3 separate regions of the Mus musculus genome follow, and all the other regions are linked to region 2. Evidence: chromatin contacts called from public promoter capture Hi-C data. All regions are on one chromosome and are shown on one strand. The core of a region is the stretch at or near the end of the contact, and the rest is flanking DNA. Distances in the headings are between cores, read along the strand shown. Region 1 holds the start of Nagpa (N-acetylglucosamine-1-phosphodiester alpha-N-acetylglucosaminidase). Region 2 holds the start of Hmox2 (heme oxygenase 2). Region 3 holds the start of Adcy9 (adenylate cyclase 9).

Region 1 (4,067 bases), core at 1,310-3,809, 480 kb before region 2:
TAAATAGTAAATTAATTTGGCAGCTGTATTTCTTTGCCTTTGCTGGTCCCCAATAACCACTCAGAAAGGCTAAGATTTATTAAAATTGCCTTGATCCAGATACTGAGCAATCATTACTCCATTCTAACCTGCAAGCTGGCCAGCTTCCTCCCACTCATATCCCTGTTACGTGCATGTCTCCTCTCTTGCTCCAGCTCTCTTCTGATGCTTCCTCAGCCTCTCTTCATGGCTTCCCTCCTTCCTTCCTGTCTCTTTCTCCACCCCTCCTAGAATCACAAGTTCCACCTATTCTCTCTAAAGCTCTGTATTGGCCTGTTGGCTTTTATTGGCAAGGCAGAGAACGAATAAGGAACAATGTTTCTACAAACTTGAGACAGAAGCTTCTCAGAGTTAATATAACAAAGCCATGTGCACAGATGGAAACCAGAGAGTGAGATGAAGAAATCAGCATTTGAAATAATACAGGGGTAAACTTTACACGTGTACAAAAACATTTCGCCAGCTCAGTTGTCGGCCAAGCTTGAACAGGATAGCACCTCTGGGGGGAGAATCAGACTTTGAAAGAGGTAAGAGCAAAGTCAGTACTTGCCTTATCAGTAGCCTGCTCCTGACAGCCAGAGAACTTCTGGAGTCAGGGAGGATGCTGGCAGGCCTGGCTTGCTGGCTGCCCGCCTTTAGCAAAGAACAGAGACATGGCCCTGCCGCATCGACACAGTGGTATCAAAGCAGATCAGCTGACACCACAGCCCCCAGAAGCAGCCTCTGAACAGCATTCACAGGAGTGAGCTATGCTTACTTCAGACCTCAGAGTCATTTGTGAAGAGCTGTTTGCTGGCTCTTAGCTGTGTGAGCTTCTAAGAACTAGCACGCCAGCCATGCAGGCTCTCTGGAGATCTCAGAAGAATCTGGGCTCAGTCTGCTGCCTGCCTCTGAGTGGCGGTGGCTGTTGGACATCTTAGACATCACTTGGCTTGTGGCTGCCCCTCTCCAGTGGCTGCAATGCCTCCATGTGGCCCTGCCTCCCCTGTGTGTATCTGCCTCTTCTCAGTACAGCAGTCAGACTAGGTTTGCAATCCCCTGAGTTCTAGGATGACCTCATCTAAACAAATTGTGCCTAAGAAACCCAGACATACAAAGAAACCCATTCTGAGGCCTTGCAAAGACCATGAGTTTTGGGAAGGACAAGGCTCAGTACAGATGGCTGAGCCTGATCACACACAGACCCCAAGAAGCATGGCTCTGGTTTCAAGCACACACACTGCTCACTGTAGACAGAAAGGGGCTTAAACCTATTCAAATCCCTGGCACCTACTAGATTGACAATGCCCCTGAGGAGGTCAGGAACTGGACTTTGCGTTGGGCTCTGCCTTTGGGTAAGCCCTAAGAAGAGCAGCCTCTGACAGGCAGCACTGAAGCACAAGCCGTGCTTCAAGGGGACACTCGCCAGGAGGATCCCAGGCTCGGGACTTACTATAACACAGGACACTTGTCACCTGAAAGCTTGAGTCAGTCAGTTATTATGGTCTGTGTGTGAGATACAAGTGGGTGCATAGGCAGTGGTGCACACATGTAGATCAGACTTTCTACAGCCAATTCTCTTCTTCCTCCTCTCCATGGGTTCAGGGTCTTCATCTCAGGTTGCACAGCGAGTTCATTTATGTGCTGTGCCATCTCGCCAGTCGTTCCTATATCCTAGAGGAAAACTAGTTTCTTCTGGTCAAGAGGAGGAAAGAGTGGAGACCTGTCATTCTAAGATACCCAAAACAGGGCCAGGTTGGGGACCTGTGCCTTTAATCCCATCACTTGGGGATTAGGTAGAAGCAAGAGGCTCTAGACCAGTCTACACACTGAATTTCAAGCCAGCCTACCTATAAATCAGAGACCCTGCTTCAAAAATAAAATTAAACAAAAACGAAGATAAACCAAGCTACCCAAAACACAAGAGTTAATCCAGTCAGACAGGTCTAGCAAATGCTAGGATGAAAGGTGTGCACCACCACGAGTGGGCTGCAAGCCTCTCTCTCTCTCTCTCTCTCTCTCTCTCTCTCGTTTGTTTTGTTTTTCGAGACAAGGTTTCTCTGTGTAGCCCTGGCTGTCCTGGAACTCACTCTGTAGACCAGGCTGGCCTCGAGCTTCACTCTTAAAAGTTCCTCTTCCTCCTCCTCCATCTTTTCCTCCTCTTACCCCCTAGGCTCCTTTTCCTCTTCTTGTCTTTCAGATAAAGTCTCAAGTAGTCCAGACTGGTCTCAAACTAACTAACTAGCCAAGAATAGCCAACCTCTTAACTTCCGATTCTCCTGCCTCTGCTGAATGCTGGGGTTGTGGCGTGGGCCACCACTTCTGGTTTGTGCAACACAGAAGGAACTAGGGCTTTAAGCACGAGAAGCAAGTTCTGTACAGACTTACACAGGCCCAGCATCTGTTCTTGCAATTTTCTGTAAGTTTGACATAATATGAGAATAAAAAGCTATCTATCTCCCTTCCAGCCTTACCCTCTCTGATGGAATTCGAATGCGTAATCAAAGCACCCAACAGCCTGGCCTGGAATCACGTGGGGCGAGCCCACGTGACCGGAGCACCAATCCAATATGGCGGCGCCCAGGGGGCCCGGGCTGTTCCTCATACCCGCGCTGCTCGGCTTACTCGGGGTGGCGTGGTGCAGCCTAAGCTTCGGGTGAGTGCAGCCGCCGGGGCCAGCCTGGCTGGGGTCCACCTTTCCTGAGCGCTCTCAGGCACAGCCCTCCGACCTCACGATCGCCCCGTCCCTGCAGGGTTTCCCGCGACGATGACCTGCTGCTGCCTTACCCACTAGCGCGCAGACGTCCCTCGCGAGACTGCGCCCGGGTGCGCTCAGGTAGCCCAGAGCAGGAGAGCTGGCCTCCGCCACCCACGAACCCCGGCGCCAGCCACCACGCGGCCGTGCGCACCTTCGTGTCGCACTTCGAGGGGCGCGCGGTGGCCGGCCACCTGACGCGGGTCGCCGATCCCCTACGCACTTTCTCGGTGCTGGAGCCCGGAGGAGCCGGGGGCTGCGCGCAGAAGCGCCGCGCTACTGTGGAGGACACAGCCGTCCCGGCCGGTTGCCGCATCGCTCAGAACGGTGGCTTCTTCCGCATGAGCACTGGCGAGTGCTTGGGGAACGTGGTGAGCGACGGGCGGCTGGTGAGCAGCTCAGGGGGACTGCAGAACGCGCAGTTCGGTATCCGACGCGATGGAACCATAGTCACCGGGTGAGGAGGCAGGGAGCCCCGGGGCTGTAGAGGGCAAAGGGTCTCTGATGTTCTTTCAGAGCCATGCCTCCGAGTCCAGGTCCCTAACCAAACTTCCTGTCTTTCTTCTTCCGAGTAATGACGCTGACACCTTCCTTCCTTTAAGTTTATTCATGTGCCACTGAATAATCTGTGATCAGGCCGTGTGTGGGGACTTGGGGAGGCGACCGTGAGCCTGAACACAGTTTGTGCCCTAGTGAACTTTGTGTAGTATTAGAGAAACATTTCGTGTTCAACGAAGCCATGGAACCAATTGGAAATAGTGTAGAGTTTATGGAGCAGTCCCAGACAGCTAGCTGGAGGCCTTTTGCTGTCCTGATAAAAATCCAGGTTAGACAAGGAGCTTGTTGAGGGCAGCCTTTGGAAGTTTCTGTGTTTCTTGAAATTTGACAGCAGCCAGAGTTGACAGCAGGCAGGCAGGAGTAGAAGGTAGCGCCATCTGGTGTTCCAGTTCTCTTCCAAGGTTCCGTTTTTTGCCAAGGCTGGGAAGTGGGCTTTCCCCAACTCTTCTCAGCCCTTGGTTGCAATTTCTGGGCCTGCCCATGTATCTGGTTCTTCATCCTTCAACATCAGCCAGTGTCACCACTGTTGATCTTAGGTTTTCACAGATCCTAAAACTTCTGCCAGTGACCAGCGCCTGCAGTTTCTCTTCCCTGGCTCTGTCCTTCAACCTCTCTACATTCCAGCCATCTCCCTTGCTCCTCTCTTGGACTCCCTTCCAGACTTGTTGTCATGATCACTGTCTCAGTACCCCTATTGCTCCTTTACAATGGTCCACTGACCTGCTCACCTCCTACT
Region 2 (3,887 bases), core at 356-2,855:
TGTTTCTGGGAAAAAAAGAAAAAACTGAATACTTTTTACTCTTCAAAGAAACTAAAAACATTGACAAAACAGCATGATGTACCCACCTTAATCCCAGCACAGAGGAGGCAGAGGCAGTGGGATCTCTGTGAGTTGAGGCCTGTCTATAGAGAAAGTTTAAAGACAGGACTAAATAATTTTGAGAGAGCCTGACTCAAAGGGGGGAAAAAAAGATTTAGGCTGGGCACTATAGTGCAAGCTCATCATAATCCTAACAGTTAGGAGCCTGAGGATCTCAAATTCAGTTAGTGCACACTACATGGCAAGATTTCCTTCTCAAAACACAAAACACTGGGTAGGGTTGTGGGCTCAGTAGTAAAATACATGCTCATCTTGTTCAAACTGCACCGCCAAAAAAAACTTTCTTAATAATTATGTATTAAATGACATTTATAATAACTATTATAAACTGAAGCACTATACCAGAAATAGGAACGCACAAAACCTTCTACATGACTAGACTGTTTAAGGCCAGTATGACCACTTAAACAAAACCATTTCTAATCTCTAATCCACTTCTGAAAAAATCACAGGATGTCTATGCATAACTAAGATCTTCAGTGCTGTTATCTCGCCTGTGGAATGTTCGTGGATTTACTTCACGAGTCTCTTAATATTCTCACTTTATAGGTAGTAAAACACTCAAGGATTTAGAAAGGACTGGAGAGCAAGCGCTCTCCCTCAACTGGACAGTATATGATATTTCTGTCTTTCGGGAACACTCCCTTCTCTAGTTGAGTTTGCGGTGCCCACAATTGAACACAGGCCACAACTGGTCCTTCAGAACCAATTTAAACGGCATGACACAAGACAGTCCTTGTGCAAGCAGTGTGCAAGGCGGTCCAGGCAGTTCTTACAGAGCAATTAAGTCACCTGGAGCTCTGTGCTTTGGTGGTGACAGGTGACCTCCTGGGCCAGACCAACCGGCTACATCTACGACTGAGTCCTCCCAGTCTTGCACTCAGAACCACAGGTCACTCATCAAGTCCCCACAGGGATTCTAAGGGATCTTGCCACCGAGGGGAGCCACTGAAGGCTGGCCAACAAGGCCGCCACGCCCCGGGCTCCTCCGGGACCTCAGGTAGGCTCATGTGCTGCGCTGCTGCACTAACTTCGACCCCGGAGTCACCTCAAGAGCATTCGTGACGCTGGGAGGGGCTATGCCCCACGGGAACACCAGAGGACTCTTGGGGATGGAGCTCAAAGCCGTCTAGAGCGCGACGTCCGCGGTTTCGGGCTCATTTGACGCTCAAGGCCCGCTCGGTGGCCCCTCTCCGACCCCCAGTCTCCCGCTCGCTCGCTCGCCCGCCTCAGCCCGCTTCCGGCCACCCCCCGCCCGACGTCCCCTCAGGCTGAGGACGAGTCGCGGGGGGACAGCGGAGCAGAGCTTCGAAGAAGGCCGCCGCCATGCAAGGACCCGGGAGGGGAGGACGGGGCACAGAGCGGACCACTCACCGTCAGTGGCTCCGCAGGTCAGTCAGTCTCCGCGTCTGCGACTCTCTCTGTACCTTCGCAGCCGAGAGGGCGAGCGCCAGGACGGTAGGACGTGCGCACGCAGCGAGGGGCGGAGTCACCAGGCCACGCCCCCAGGCGCACGGCAGCTAGCGGGAGGCTCTTGGGCGAGCCGACACTGCCTTCTGAGAAAGCTTCGGGAGTGGGGAGTAGTAATGTTAACCGGAGAGGAAGGAAGCGTGTCAGCCAAAGCCAACTGCTTGTTGATCGAGAGTGGGGGCTCAAGCCTGGAATCCCAGCACTCGGTGGGGGACAGGGGTGGGGTTGAGGCTGGAGAATTCAAGAGCAACCTGGAGAATTCAAGAGCAACCTGGGCTACAGTGTGAGCATTTGTCAGTGCTCAAACAAAAACACAAAAGGGTTGGGAATGTAACTTGTTGGGGAAGAATTAATAGATTCTTTTTGGGGGGGCGGGGTGTTTCGAGACAGGGTTTCTCTGTATAGCCCTGGCTGTCCTGGAACTCACTCTGTAGACCAGGCTGGCCTCGAACTTAGAAATTCGCCTGCCTCTGCCTCCCAAGTGCTGGGGTTATTAAATGCATGCACCACCACTCACTGCCCAGCACTTAATTACTTTTTTAACTATTAAAGTTTTGGTTTGGTTTTGTGCTGGAGATGGAATTCTAGATTTTGAGTAAGCTCTCTTACTGAGTTATGCTGAGGGACATTTCTGTGCACTCTGTATTCTGTCTGATTCCTGTACCCAGAGGTCCAGCTCCAGTCTCGACTTTAGTATGACTCAGTATTTTATAAAATATTATTCTCTATCACCTCCTGATTGGTTAAATAAAGAGCTTAATAGCCTATGGCTGGGCAGGAGAGGATATGGCAGGACTTCTGAGGCCAGAGACAGAGAGAGCATCTCAGGTGGGAGAGAAGGGAGACAGGAATCCGAACAGGAATGAAGGAGGAGGAGCCAGAGCAAGCCTGAGAAGGCAGGAAAGGTCCACATGGCTGGGAAGTAGGCCAGCATACTTGGTTAGAATAGCTTAGAGTCTGCCTGGCTCTGCGCCTCACCTTTATAATAAATATAAAGGTCTCCGTGTCATTAAGCAAGGAGGACATAGAAAAGTTCCTTACTTTTGCAGAGTTATGTCTCCCCAACCCAACAAATGTTCTCTTTCTACCTCTCTATTATTCAGGTGCACGATGCACCCACAAGCTAGGAAGATTTCCACACTAGAAGCTTTAACCAAATTTGCAGAATCTTTTCCTACTCAACACTATTCACAAAAAAAACAACAAGTTCTGGAAGCAGCCTAGATAATCTAATTGATGACCAAAGTATGAAGGCAGTTTCTGCATGAGCAGGACCAGGGTGTTGGATTTTATTGGGACAGAGTTACAAGAAAGTAGTTTATGTAAGCTCTCCTCAGAGCCTTCTTTTCTGTGTTGTTGTTGTTGTTGTTGTTGTTGTTGTTGAAAGAGGACACACTACTAGGGATTGAATCCAGGATCTCCAGCATGCTAGACAAGAACTCTCCACTGTGCTATATTATCAGAGCTTTTCATGGTGAACATTTCCAAAAACCAGAGTACCACCTCTTTTCTTACCTAATTTATTCATTGCTAGATCTGTCCTGGCACCAATGGGTGTCCTAATATCATAACGATTTAAGGTCCTTCAGTCCCTATGGCTTCCTTTTGTTTTGTTTTTCTAGACAGGATCTCAATATGTAGCTCTGGCTGTCCTGAAACTCTGCAGACCAGGCTGGCCTCAAACTCAGAAGTCTGCCTGCCTCTGCCAAGTGCTGGGATTAAAGGCATGCGCCACCACTGCCAGCTCAGTAGGGCTTTTTAACAAAGTAGAGGCAGTCAGGTGTTCTCCTGGGGGTAGGTGTGATCATTAGGGCACTTGATGGGTGCCAGTTGGAAGCAAGATAGATTAAAGAGACCCATCTCTTATTGAGGCACTATACAGGTGTTGGACTCTGGTAAAGTCAATGGCTGTTAAAACCACTGTTAGTGATTTTAACACTAACACTTAGCTAAAGGCAAGCACTCCTTCTAATGTTTGTGGTTCTAAAAGTAAGCAAAGATGTTCAGGACGGTCCAGTGTGACTCTTCATTTGATGGCTGCCTTAGACTCTTTCTTGCTGCCTACCTGTCTTTAAGGAAAGGACTGTCATCCAAATGGCTGTTCTTCTGCCAGAACCAGACATCTGGAACACCCCACAGACACCTCAAGAACCAGACATCTGGGACACCCCACAGACACCTCAAGAACCAGACATCTGGGACACCCCACAGACACCTCAAGAACCAGACATCTGGGACACCCCACAGACACCTCAAGAACGCTAACTGATGATCACAGATGATCATATGGGCTCCCG
Region 3 (4,136 bases), core at 770-3,269, 310 kb after region 2:
GAGAGAAAAATGGAAATGGTGAGACTTGTTTCTCAGAGCCTCTCACCAAGGTGGGTTGAGAGGAGACAGGCAGGGCCTGTGCTGGGTCACAGTGAGCTTCAAAGTCTGTCAGAGCTTCCAGAGTCTGAGGTCTGCTTTTAAAATATGAACTTATTATTGCCTTTTGTGGGACTTTGGGCATGTTACTTTCCAGTTCCTGTCTTCATGTCTCTAAGTGAGGGGCAATAATATCTTCCTCAGGGGGTTGTGGTCAACAGTAGGTCATGAGGAAAAGTGCTTGCTGGTCTCTGGCACTGGGATACTCGGGTCAGTACCAGCTGGCCACTGTTACTTGTTAGCTATTGGTGTGTGCTCCGCTTTTCCAAACCTCAGATACAGGAGGCACATAGTTCCTGCTCAATAAACATCTCTTTCTATCTTTAGCTTTATTCTGAAAAAAAGTTAGAGTTAGAAAAATGTTGTAAAAATACTAGGGAGTTCCCCTGCGACCTACACCCAGCTTCTCCTACTGTTAATGTCTTGGGTAACTGTGGGATTTAATGGGGATGCCATTAAATACACTGCATGTTTCACCAGCTGCCTTCCCACTGTTTTTTGTTTGTTTGTTTTTGTTTTTTTTCCTGTTCTACTTTGCCCTTTAATGACAATTTGCCCCTTACTTGTGACAATACCTTAGGCTCTGTGTTTGGTGACTCTGGCACTGTGAAGAGCACTTGGCAGTTTGGTTGTGGAGTATTTTTCAGATTAAGTTCCTTCCTCAGATGTTTTCTCATAATTAGATGGACATCTTGCACTTTGAGCTGGAATATATCAACAATGACACGTTTACTTTAAAAAGTTCCTGTTTATTGTGGTGCAATACATACTGCATAAAACTTACCATTTATGCAGTTGTACTTATCATTAAAGCAATCCAAAGACACTAGTACGTTCATGAAGTATACCTACTACAGAATCCACGGCGTTGTGTTCTCACTAGTTCCAGATGTTTTCATCACCCCAAAAGGAACCCCCAGGCTTGATAGTGTAGTCAATACCTAGTACTTCATACAACCGCAGGCATCCATCACCTGTATTTTCTCTATAGATTTGCTTGTTCTGGGCATTTCACATTAATACAATCATACAATATGTGGCCTCTTGTGTTTGGTTTCTTTTACCCAGTGTGTTTCAGAGGTTGTAGCAAGTGTACTTCATTTTTATAGTCGAATAATATTCGGTTGTATAGATAGTCTATATTTTACCTTCCTATTCCTGAATTCCACAGTGACTGTGGATGCCTGGGATGGGCCCCGAGAGCTGTGGGAAGGAAGGGTCAGTTAGTCCCCTGTGGTTGCAGAAAAACACTGTACGGTGTGGCAGCCAGGGTGCGACCAGAGAATATAGAATTGTGTTTATTCAGGCCAGAGTTTACACAGACCAATGTAGAACTTATTAATGGGAAGCTGATTTCTTTGAACGTTTTCCTTGTGGAGAGGGAAAAACAGTTGTTCATGTGAAGAATGAAAGATCTTCAAAGTCGGGAAGATAACTTCCCCAGGGGGTTGGCAAAGGTGGTCCTCAGTGGTGCTCGACTTTAGAAGCTATCAGAAGTGGCTTGGCTGGTGATGATCATTTCCATCCCCCAGCAAGTTCAGAGGGGCCTAGCACCACTGGGAACACTCCTACATTGCTGGCAGAATGGGAGGGAGGTCACAATCGAGCAAAGCCAGGGACTGAAAACTTCGATGTATCCAAAAGGTAAACTGCGCTTAGATGCTTCCTGTGCGGACTTGGGGGCCAGGCTGCGGGGCAAGTAGTCAAAGGCAGCCAAGGCCTCGGAAGAAGGCGGAGGCCTGGTGCCCACAGCAGGCGGCCCAGGCTCGGAGCAGCCCAGGGCGGAGGGCGGCGCCCAGAGCGCGTCCGCCCGGCCCCGCCCCGCTGCAGCCCCGAGCCGGGCGCGCGCTCCTAGGCGGGGTGGCGCGCTGCTGGTGCGCGTGTCCCGGACCCGGCGGTGACGTGCGCGGGCCGCGCGTGCGCGCTGCGGCAGAGGAGAGGGGCGGCGCGGGCGCGCGTCTGTCAGTGACAGCGGGAGGGGGAGGAGGAGGGGGCCGGAGATGGTGGTGGCGGCGGCTGCGGCTGCTACTCTTCCGACCTGAGGCAGCGGCTGCGGGAGAGCGGGCGGCGGGCGCAGCCGCAGCGGCATCTGTAGCTCAGGCAGGGCCCCTGGGGCGTGGGCGCGGCGTGCGGACGACCGGCGTGCTGGCCAGCCGGCGTCGCGGGAGTCAGGCTCTGCGGCAGCCCGCACGGCGGTCTGTGGAGGGGCCCGCGCAGTGCCCCGAGCTCGGCTCTGGGCCGGGGTGCGTTCGGCTGCGGGCAGCAGGCCCTGCTAGACCGGCCGCTCGGACGGGCGGCCCTCGGGCTCCTCAAGCTCGCGAGCAGGGGCGCGGGGCAGGGTAGCCCGCTGGTGCTTAGCCGCAAGGGGACGGAACGCGGCAGGAGCCGCAGGTTGGCCCGCGCGCTTTGACGCACCGGGCGCTGCTGCGGCAGGATGAAGCGCTGCTCGCCTCCCGAGTTGTTTTTGCGAAAGCTGCTCCCGGTGCCCCGAGCGCTCAAGGTCTGAACTTCCCTCTGGAGCTGCAGTTGGAGTTGCACGGGGAGAGGCCACCAGCGGGCGACGGCGCCCGAGGGGAGCGCAGCGCAGCGCTGCCGGGGACCCAAGACTCAGCGCGGCCGCGGCACGAGAACCCTGGGAGCACCAGGTACGGCCCGTGCGGTTCTCGCTCGCCTTGGCGCTTTTATGCGCCGTTATGGGCAGTTTTGGTGAACATATGGTGGTGCCTTCCCAAGTGGCTCGCCAGAGCTCGCACTCGCGACAAGCACAGGTCGCGTGGCCCTCCGGGAGTGTGTGTAGTCAGGCCGCTCTAATTCTGCTGGTTTTGCCTGCAGGTGCCCCTGACCTGGTCGGGAAAGGTTCCAAGAGCTCGGCAACATGGCTTCCTCACCCCACCAGCAGCTGCTGCATCACCATAGCACCGAGGTGAGCTGCGACTCAAGCGGAGACAGCAACAGCGTGAGGGTCAAGATCAACCCTAAGCAGCTGTCCTCCAACACCCACCCGAAGCACTGCAAGTACAGCATCTCCTCCAGCTGTAGCAGCTCGGGAGACTCAGGGGGCCTTCCCCGGAGGGTTGGCGGCGGGGGTCGCCTGCGCAGACAGAAGAAGCTGCCCCAGCTTTTTGAGAGGGCCTCCAGCCGGTGGTGGGACCCCAAATTCGACTCCATGAACCTGGAGGAGGCCTGCCTGGAGCGCTGCTTTCCGCAGACCCAGCGCCGCTTCCGGTACGCACTCTTTTATGTGGGCTTCGCCTGCCTTCTCTGGAGCATCTATTTCGCTGTCCACATGAAATCCAAAGTGATTGTCATGGTGGTCCCAGCTCTGTGCTTCCTGGTGGTGTGTGTGGGCTTTTTCCTGTTTACTTTCACCAAGCTGTACGCCCGGCATTATGCGTGGACCTCGCTGGCTCTCACCCTGCTGGTGTTCGCCCTGACCCTGGCTGCGCAGTTTCAGGTTTGGACACCTCTGTCAGGACGTGTTGACAGCTCCAATCATACTCTCACGGCCACTCCGGCGGACACTTGCTTATCTCAAGTAGGAAGCTTCTCCATATGCATCGAAGTGCTCCTTTTGCTCTACACAGTCATGCAGTTACCTCTGTACCTGAGCTTGTTTTTGGGGGTGGTCTATTCTGTCCTTTTTGAGACCTTCGGCTACCACTTCCGAAACGAAGACTGCTACCCTTCTCCGGGCCCTGGGGCCCTGCACTGGGAGCTGCTGAGCAGAGCCCTGCTTCACGTGTGCATTCACGCTATCGGGATCCATCTGTTTGTCATGTCTCAGGTGAGGTCCAGGAGCACCTTTCTCAAGGTGGGACAATCCATTATGCACGGCAAAGATCTGGAAGTAGAGAAAGCCCTGAAAGAGAGGATGATTCATTCAGTGATGCCAAGAATCATAGCCGACGACTTAATGAAACAAGGGGACGAGGAGAGTGAGAATTCCGTCAAGAGGCATGCCACCTCCAGTCCCAAGAACAGGAAGAAGAAGTCCTCCATACAGAAGGCACCGATAGCATTCCGCCCCTTTAAGATGCAGC

Evidence for each region. Promoter capture Hi-C pulls out the DNA fragments that hold promoters and counts their contacts.
Region 1: a promoter capture Hi-C map of stem cell-derived epiblast-like cells shows a contact between it and region 2, with 3 times the contacts expected there. The contact joins the promoter of Nagpa here to the promoter of Hmox2 in region 2. A contact is called at or near these places in 2 of 39 promoter capture datasets (pre-B cells and stem cell-derived epiblast-like cells).
Region 3: a promoter capture Hi-C map of second pharyngeal arch cranial neural crest shows a contact between it and region 2. The contact joins the promoter of Adcy9 here to the promoter of Hmox2 in region 2. A contact is called at or near these places in 6 of 39 promoter capture datasets (the C10 cell line, cranial neural crest, frontonasal cranial neural crest and 3 more).

The regions. Positions count from the first base shown.
Region 1 is chr16:5,202,504-5,206,570 of GRCm38.p6, reverse strand. It overlaps Nagpa (N-acetylglucosamine-1-phosphodiester alpha-N-acetylglucosaminidase), which reads left to right and starts at 2,559. Exons shown (of 10, transcript NM_013796.3): 1 at 2,559-2,674; 2 at 2,772-3,230. The coding sequence starts at 2,589.
Region 2 is chr16:4,724,079-4,727,965 of GRCm38.p6, reverse strand. It overlaps Hmox2 (heme oxygenase 2), which reads right to left and starts at 1,605. Exons shown (of 6, transcript NM_001136066.2): 1 at 1,495-1,605.
Region 3 is chr16:4,418,381-4,422,516 of GRCm38.p6, reverse strand. It overlaps Adcy9 (adenylate cyclase 9), which reads left to right and starts at 2,019. Exons shown (of 11, transcript NM_009624.3): 1 at 2,019-2,741; 2 at 2,929-4,136. The coding sequence starts at 2,972.